2 separate regions of the Mus musculus genome follow, and region 1 is linked to region 2. The links are chromatin contacts, called in public HiCAR-type maps. All regions are on one chromosome and are shown on one strand. Each heading gives the region's core, a stretch centred on a gene start, on an enhancer-like site or on the middle of the called end of the contact. The rest is flanking DNA. Distances are from core to core; before and after follow the strand shown. Region 1 overlaps Apba2 (amyloid beta (A4) precursor protein-binding, family A, member 2). Region 2 overlaps Fan1 (FANCD2/FANCI-associated nuclease 1).

Region 1 (4,307 bases), core at 265-2,764, 370 kb before region 2:
ACAAACAGGAAGGGGCATTTTCTGTGGCACTGTTTGTGAACGCAAAATCCTGGGAGCTCCCCGGGCACAGCCATCCTACACTGGGGTCTGATGGAGCAGCCTGGAAGGTGACTAGAGCCATGCGGGACCTGAGTGAGTGGCTAGGACCGGTGTTTAGGAGAAAGGCGTGGTGGAGAGAGGAAACCTAAATTCTCTGCCTCTCACTGAAAGAGGGGAGAGAAGCTGACAATGATGGTACATGAAACATTAACCATTGCATAAACCAAGTATGTAAAGAAACATCGAATGACCCCCCCATAAGACCCTATATGAAACTTAAAAAGACTATGCTACTAACTATGTTAAATGTTATATATGGCTGTCTATATGGGGAAGGCTTCTACAGAGAAGGTAAGAGGGAAGCAGCCGGGACTGAACACCTTTATGCATGCCCTGTGTTGTGTGTTTATCTTAGACCCATGCAAGCACTTTGCAGAGTCATAGTCATACTGACAAAAGCTTGGTGTTTATTGAACTAGATTTTGTTTTTTTAAAAAAAGGAAAAATTTATTTATTTATTTATTTATTTATTTATTTAATGTATTCGAGTGCTCTACTTCCATGTAGACCTGCACTCTTGACAAGAGGGCGCTGGATCCCTTACAGATGGTTGTGAGCCACCATGTGGTTGCTGGGAATTGAACTCAGGACCTCTGGAAGAGCAGTCAGTGCTCTTAACCACTGAGCCATCTCTCCAGCCCCAAATGCTTGTTTCTAAGAATTCAAAAAAAGGGGGGGGGTAAATGAATCTGAATACTCATTTGTGACATAATCAAAAAACTAACTATGTCTCCCAAGCATTACAAAAAGCTGCCACGGGCACAGCATGGATCTAGGATAGGGTGTTATGGGAAGGGAGGAACTATAGGTCCCAGAGCCTCCCCGGGCATGGAGATGGTTCCTTCCCCCACTTGAGGCCATTTGGTGGTCCATTGCTGCTGGGCTGTGCTGGAAAGACAAGAATAAAAGCCAGGAACTCCTCACTGAGCCTCTGGGCTGCATCCTTGGCAACATCGATACTGCTGTCTCTGGAACTGGAGCGTGAGTAGCAGAGTTAAGACAAAAGCATAACCCCAATCCCATTGAGAATTGGAACCTGGGACAAAGGAACAAGAAAGCTCAAGTGCAAGGACTCCGAAGCCCCAGGAAAAATGTCCCTGTGAATCATTATGCAGTGCAACTTTGAAAATATAGCATACTAGTTATTGTTTATTGAGTATAATTGCATAAAAATTACCCCCGAATTTAGTGGCTTAAAACATCAAACACTTATTATCTTGGGACTCCAGCTATGGCTCAGCTGGGGCCTCTGGCTCAGAATCTCCATGGAGGCTGTAGTCAAGGTAATTGTGAAGCCTGTTACGATCTTAGGGCTGAACAAGAAAAACCAATTCCAACTTCCCTGCCAGGGCTGTTGGCAGAGACTTAGGTCCCTTGCCTGCTGGCCTCTCTGGAGGGCAGCTGAGGACCATAGCACAGCAGCTTGGCTCCCTTACAGAACAAGCAAGAGGGAGAGAAGCACAAACTGCTCTGTCTATAACCTAATCTTGGAAGCAACATCCTATTCAACTCTTTTACCAGCTCATGGTCAGGGTGAGGGGTATGCATGGCAGTAAGTATCAGGAATTGGGGTTGCTGTGAGCTTTGTGCCACATACCACATGTGACTACTTCCTAAGCTCTGCAGCAAGGAGCCTCAACCTCACCCAGATTTTAGTCTCTAAGCAGTACTTCACCTTGTTCCACGATAAAATAAATAATTGACTTCACTCCCAGGACAAAATAAATAAATTATGTCAGACTATTGGAACACACTAAGGCTGCCACGAGAAGACTTAGGAACTAACCTCCAAAGGCCAGTTGATTAGAGGTATGGAGGCATCTATAAGCAAGATGTCTTCAGGGCCACTTCATCAGGCTGTGACCCAAGGATGCCCAGTGATAGTCCCTAAGCCCACTGTTTATACTTTTACAGGTTGGTGGGGAAACCCACTCTATTAAACATTGCTAAAGTGAAGGATTCAAGACTTTGCCAGCTTTTCTTGTGTGCACTATAATCAGGATAACCAAATGCCTGACATGGAGAAGTTTGTCCATATAGAAGTTCACAGAACCAACAGCCAGGAAAGGATGCTATCACAGTAACCAGTAAATGGATCTAGACAATGATCATTGATTGTCACTAAAATCATCAAAAGAGAGATAACCAGGTTCTGTGAGCTTCCTAATAAAAGATGATATTTATGAAGTTCTACCCACACAATCAGACTGATTATGACTGCTCCATATCTAAACCCTGACCATTTTCCTGGGCATAGACAGAGGACCATGCAGACAATGCCATCGGGAAGCAACCATACTAGCCTAGGGTGCAAAAAGTGCCATCAGGTGAACGATGCAGATTTATACTGTGTGTCAACAAGACTGCTATGAAAAAGAAACCAGTCATGGCCAGCTTTAATTTTCAGCATGATGCGTCCTCTGAACCAGCCTCCCTGGAGGAACTGTCTAGATCAGATGTGGGCATGTCTGTGGGGGCTTGTCTTGATTGCTAATCGAAGGAGCAGAACACAGCTCATTATGGGCGGCACTTTCCCTAACACTGATGCTGGGTTATATAAGAAAGCTGGGTAAACACATAGTCTTTGAGCAAGCCAACAAGCAGCAGTCCCTCCATGGCTTCTGATTCAAGCTCCTGCTCAAGTCCCTGCTCTGACTTCCCTCAGTGATGAACCATCACCGGCAAATGTAAATCAAATACACCTTGTCTCTCCAAAGTTGGCTTTGGTCATAGTGTTTTCCTCACAGCTACAGAAAGAAAATTAGAGGGGAAAAAGATTAGTGCAGGATCTATAAGAGATAGAAGAGGATTATAAAATCTATCAACCAGGCTCAGTAGGGAAGCTTGTTTAGATTTCTATTCAGAGGGACACCATGCATGGGCAAAAGCAAACACTAGCTGGCACCAATGACACAGAAAAGATTGCTAGCTTTATTTTAGTTGTGGCAATGGCATTGAAGTTATTTTTAGTAGAGTTCCTATATTTTAAAGATACATAATTGAAATACTTAAAGGAAAAATGGAATTGCTTTAGAGATCAGAGGAGAAAGCAGATAGAGGCTAAGCACCACAAGTCGTAAAGAGGTGGTGACTGTGAGTCTGACGCCGGCGACCGTGTAGGGTGAGGGGGGTGGTTCTGTTGCTAATTTCTCTATGTATGAAAATTTTATGATAAAGAAAAAGGATGGGTCTCTCAAAAGGGTGGTGCTTTATCTTTAATAGTGGCATTTCCCACTATTATGCAACACTGTTCCTTATTTTCTACCCAATTCATTGAGACAAGAAGAAAAAGAGACAGGAAACAGAAAAGGAGGATGGAAAACATTCTAATTTGCAGATGGTAAGATTCTATGCCAGGAAGAAGCCAAGAAAACAAATAAGAATGTATTTTGGGCTGAAAGAAAAAAAAAAGAAATCTAAGAAAATTGACTGAACCAATGGTTTAGAATTTAATATAAAAAATCAATAACTTTCTTTGTACTTACAAACAAGTCAGAAAAATGGAATGAAGCAAAAGATAACATTTATCAAAACAATATGTGGGATAAAATACCAAAGAATAAACAAAGGGGATATGTGTCAGAGTTTATGAACAAGCTTTAAAGATAAACCTGTTTGACCTCATGGGGCCAGAAAGCCTCTTTGGGCTGGGAGATGGATATCTATCTGTAGAACTGTTGCTCTCCTTCTAACTAGATAAATTTAATGCACACCAAATAAAGATGTCAAGAGAAATGCGTGTGTGTGTAACTAAACAAGCTGATCCTATCTATCTATCTATCTATCTATCTATCTATCTATATGGGTGGGGGTGTACACATACACAAACACACAGACACACACAGCCATACAAAGTCTCCAGGGAAGGTCTGAAAAATGGGGACAGGAACATACTATACCATGCTGTAAAATGCACATAAATCCTATGTGTAAAGCAGCCTCAGTTGGAACCTAGTGAGCCATCCCTGCATAGACTCAGAGCCAGAAACACAGCAAAGGCAGGGCTCTCCGCCAGTGATGTTCTGCCACAGCTAGTCAACTGCTTGGGTGCATGGTGCTCCATATGTAACTAACCTCTGTTTGTATCCATATGCCAAAAAAATGGCAGATGAATCGAATTTAATTTTTTAGATCATAAAAGTTCTAGATGAAAACTTTTTAAAAAACAACCTGAACAAGATAAGGATTACGCAGACCTTAAAGACTGA
Region 2 (3,958 bases), core at 1,324-3,823:
TAGCCTTAACTGGCCTGGAACTTACTATATAGACAGGCTGACCTCAAACTCAAAGAAATCCACCTGCCTCAGCCTCCTGAGTGCTAGGACTGAAGGTATGCGCCACCATGCTCGACTTTGATGCTTTTTGCTACCATTCTAGGTGACCATCACGGGCAGGCTGTGCCCACAGCATGGCATGGGCAAGTCTGTGTTTGTCATGGAGAGTGGAGACGGCGCCAACCCCACCACAGTCCTGTGTTCTGTGGAGGAGCTGGCCCTGGGTTATTACAGGCAGAGTGGCTTTGACCAAGGTAAGCTGAGCAGTGCTTCCTGCATCCTAGCCGGTCAGTCGGGGAAGAGTGTTGCAGGATGGCTCATCAGTAATGGTGATGCTCTCCTCTCTGACCTCAGTAGCAGCCACAGCTGACTAGAGGTGTGTGAAAAAGAACTGGGTTGGTTGTCAGGGTGTTTGTCTCTTGGTGTTTGGCCGTTATTGTTGTGCAACTGTGCCGGCTGTGTGGATGGTGCTCTGTGATAGGGTGATCGCTGTAAGGAGACTGCCTTTGCTACCAGAGGCTGGCATTGGGGAGAGATGTGAAGGAGGACAGAGAGTTGTCCTGTAAAAGGCTGCCTGGTAATGAAGCTGTCCTTGAGGGCCAGGATGGATGCATCTGAGGGGCATAGATATCTCAGTGGGCACATGGTAAGTTCATAGGTGTGAGGAGCTTGAGAGGAAATCTGCTAGCTTCCAAGAACACAAGTGTCGGAGCTGAGAGCCTGGTGGTCTGTTGCCGGTGGAGAGGAGGGTGCTGAAGGGCCTGCTGGTTTGCCCATTGAGTGTGAATGTCCACTGAGAAACTGCTGTAGCGAGCTGACCAATGCAGAGTCGTGAGATTGCCTACATGCTACTGGCTTCAACAACAGCTGCACAGCCACCACACGGCTTCGACCCTGAGTCCTTTTGCCACGGTGCCCCTCACATCACTTGTCCTCCTGCCATGCTGCCCTTAGGGCTCTGGGGTGCTTCATTACATGATACACACTCAGACCCTCAGCACACCTCCGCATTCCTGACTTGGTTGTTCCTGGGCCTTCTGTGCCAGGCAGGCAAGCTCTTCTTAGAATTCGCTGGCCTGTGTATAGGCGGCTCTTGCAGGGGCCATTGGCCACAGGATGCCTCCTGGGAGTGGGATAGCGAGGCCACAGTGTCGTGGTCCGATGTGCGTGGGCAGAGCTGAGTGTTGGTACAGTCACGCAGAGTGACAGCAGCTCTGGCTTCCCTCGTCAGTGTGAGAGACCTGCTGCATTACAGGCGTGAAGAGGCTTTTGGTTTTAAATAGTGCATTTCTAATGTCAGTTGGCAATTCCTTGAGTTTGTACGTTTCCCGCTACCTGTTTCTCTCCCCGTTTTAGCCTTTCTTCAGAGTTTGTCTCAGAGAGTAGACTTACTGCAAGTAATGCTTTAGAAGTGGAAGCTTGAGCACACGCCCTCTAATTGGAAAAATCAAATGTCCACCCCAGGCCCCTTTGTAAAACGTAGTAATCAGGAAAACATAAGTCAACCCTGGAGGAACGAAATAGAGCGGAAGCTCCCTGTCGGCACCAGAGACAAGGAACGCAGTGGGGTAGGCTGTCAGGGTGGTCTCCCTGGGTAGCCAGCTGGCCAGGAACTCACTCTGTAGCTCAGGCTGACCTCCAACACACAGAGATCCACCTGCCTCTGTTTCCTGAGTGATGGGATTAAAGGCACGTGCCGCCACGCCTGGCTTACTTTATATTTTTAAGGACTGCTTTGTGGTGGACAATACTCATCCTAGTGTTGTGAGATGGTGGCGGTGGCCGAGAGTATGTGCTAGCCACACCCACTCAGCATCTCACATCCTCCTCTTCCCTCTTGCCTCTCCCCCTGGATCTAACCAGCCAGCCCGAGATGTCCACTCATTGTGCTTGCTGAGGAGTTCTCATGGGGACAGCCAAATCCTGTCCTTGTGCAGCGAGCCTGAAAAGCTTAGAGATGTAGGAGGATGGAAATTCCAGGCCCTAGGTGATGTCACAGACATGTCAACTGTCCCAGCTCCTGGCCAGAGGAATTCAGCACAGGAAAATATTTCCAGTTTATCCAGGAGCTTGAAAAACAGCAGGGAATTCTTTTTCCAGAACATAAGATATCTCCACATAAGATGTTTTAAATTTATATTACATTCTAATATATTGGAAAATTGATATGACTTGCTGCTGGGTTCTATTGTAGAGGGATTTATGTAGAGGAAATTTCAAACCCTCCAGGGGAAGCTGTTTCTGAATAGATCAGGAGGATTATTCCAAAAAAATGACTTCAGTCAGAATTCAGAGCATAACAGCGGTCAGGAATGAGTCTGACCTCCGTGTCAGTGATGGAGCGTTATTCACACAGGGATGGAAACCTGGAAGTTAGGTCCAGCTAGCTTTCTTCCCGGCAGGCCAGAGCCTGGTACCTTGATGTGAATGCTCTTGGTAGCTGGAGGGCTTGTTTCAGCCAGGCTGAGCAAGCCCTGTTCACTGCATCCTTTTGTACCATGGAAACAGGCCACAGGGAAGGGAGCCAGAACTAGGAGGGAACAAACAAGGCCCTGCACAGCTCTGGAGTTCAGGATAGAACACAGCCACAGGCTACAGCCACAGCCTCCCGGTTGGCAGGAGGACCAGTGTGCCAGCATTTGACTCCCACGTTGCTTTCTCCCCTGTGCTCCCTGGGAGCTTTGCTGCCAGTGTGAGCATGATAGGAAGGCGGAAAGATGACCACATAGCTGTCTTCCTTTGCTGGGCTGTTTGTGGCTGTGCAGAGACACCCAGCTTAGAGAGAGGAGCTTGATAAAGCAGCACTCGGGGACACAGGTCTGAAGTTTATACCAGGACCTTCCTCTCTCCACACCGTGCTGCTGCCTTGCAGTGGCCTAGGACCCAGCTGTTCAATGAGGATGTCTCCTGGTGATTGTGTCTTCAGCACGAGGAGGCACCAGAACTAGGTGGTCTTTACAGATGACGGTTTCCGTAGAAGCCTTGCATATCAGCAACACCGTAGTAACCTCATCAGGCCAAATTGGCTTTATGAATGGTGAGCCCTGTGAATGGAAAGAGTGTTGGGTAAACCTGAGGCTGCGGGGCTCTCTCAAATGCCTGGCCTTTTGTCATTCCCTCTTCGGGAATCATTTCTTGTAGGTTGCCAGAGGCCTGTGCCAGAGCCTGCTTATTGAGAACCACTGCTCTGTGACCTTCCAATGCCCATTTGAAGTTTTCTCCTTAAATAAAGCTTCTATGTGCAAAGAATATAGTGTGAAGAGCAAGCTGGAAGTAGCATGTCTTTCAGACATTCTAATATCTCAGTTCTTTCCCTGAAAGAGAAAAATTTACATTAGGTCATCATGATATTCTTTTTTATTATTACTATTAGATATTTTCTTTATTTACATTTCAAATGTTATCCCCACTCCTGGTTTCCCCTCTGAAAACCCCCTATCTTCTCCCCTCTCCCCCTGCTCAACAACCCACCCACTCCCACTTCCTGGCCCTGGCATTCCCCTACCCTGGGGCATAGAGCCTTCACAGGACCAAGGGCCTCTCCTCCCATTGATGACCGACTAGGCCATCCTCTGCTGCTTATGCGGCTGGAGCCGTGAGTCCCTCCATGTGTACTCTTTGGTTGGCATCACAATTTTCTTAAACAACCAGATAAAGCAGGTGTTTTTCTCCTCCTGTGGCGCTGCTGTAGGGATTCATGGAGAAGGGTCCACCTTCAGCACCCTGTGTGGCCTCCTGCTGTGGGATATCATCTTCATGGATGGAATACCAGACGTCTTCAGAAATGCCTACCAGGTAACTCCTAACACCATCGTGCCAGGGCCTCTCCTCTGTATGCCTGTGCCTCACGCCTTCCTCTGCACCAGGGTCTCAAGCCAGCAGCAGCCTGGCATTTGGTCATCTTTGGGCTTTACCCTCA

The links. HiCAR-type assays count read pairs that join an accessible place to other places.
Region 1: a contact with region 2 is called in a HiCAR-type map of astrocytes, with 8 times the contacts expected there. The contact joins two enhancer-like sites. A contact is called at or near these places in 9 of 484 Hi-C or Micro-C datasets (the Ba/F3 cell line, the P5424 cell line, bone marrow-derived macrophages and 5 more), 5 of 115 datasets of contacts at active chromatin or transcription factors (astrocytes, embryonic stem cells, neural progenitor cells and 1 more) and 2 of 9 other capture datasets (embryonic stem cells and pancreatic islet).

What each region holds. Positions count from the first base shown.
Region 1 is chr7:64,723,303-64,727,609 of GRCm38.p6, reverse strand. All of the region lies in intron 6 of Apba2 (amyloid beta (A4) precursor protein-binding, family A, member 2), which reads right to left. Among named protein-coding and RNA genes, the nearest start is that of Nsmce3, 150 kb to the left of the region's middle. Within about 2 kb of position 1,514, at least 33 of the 459 cell types and tissues checked have an H3K27ac peak or open chromatin away from gene starts, as enhancers often do. A contact at or near this core is called in astrocytes, cerebral cortex and neural progenitor cells, where this site is marked.
Region 2 is chr7:64,349,911-64,353,868 of GRCm38.p6, reverse strand. Fan1 (FANCD2/FANCI-associated nuclease 1) reads left to right here. Exons shown (of 14, transcript NM_177893.4): 10 at 143-293; 11 at 3,731-3,834. Among named protein-coding and RNA genes, the nearest start is that of Fan1, 22 kb to the left of the region's middle. Within about 2 kb of position 2,573, at least 60 of the 459 cell types and tissues checked have an H3K27ac peak or open chromatin away from gene starts, as enhancers often do. A contact at or near this core is called in astrocytes, cerebral cortex and neural progenitor cells, where this site is marked.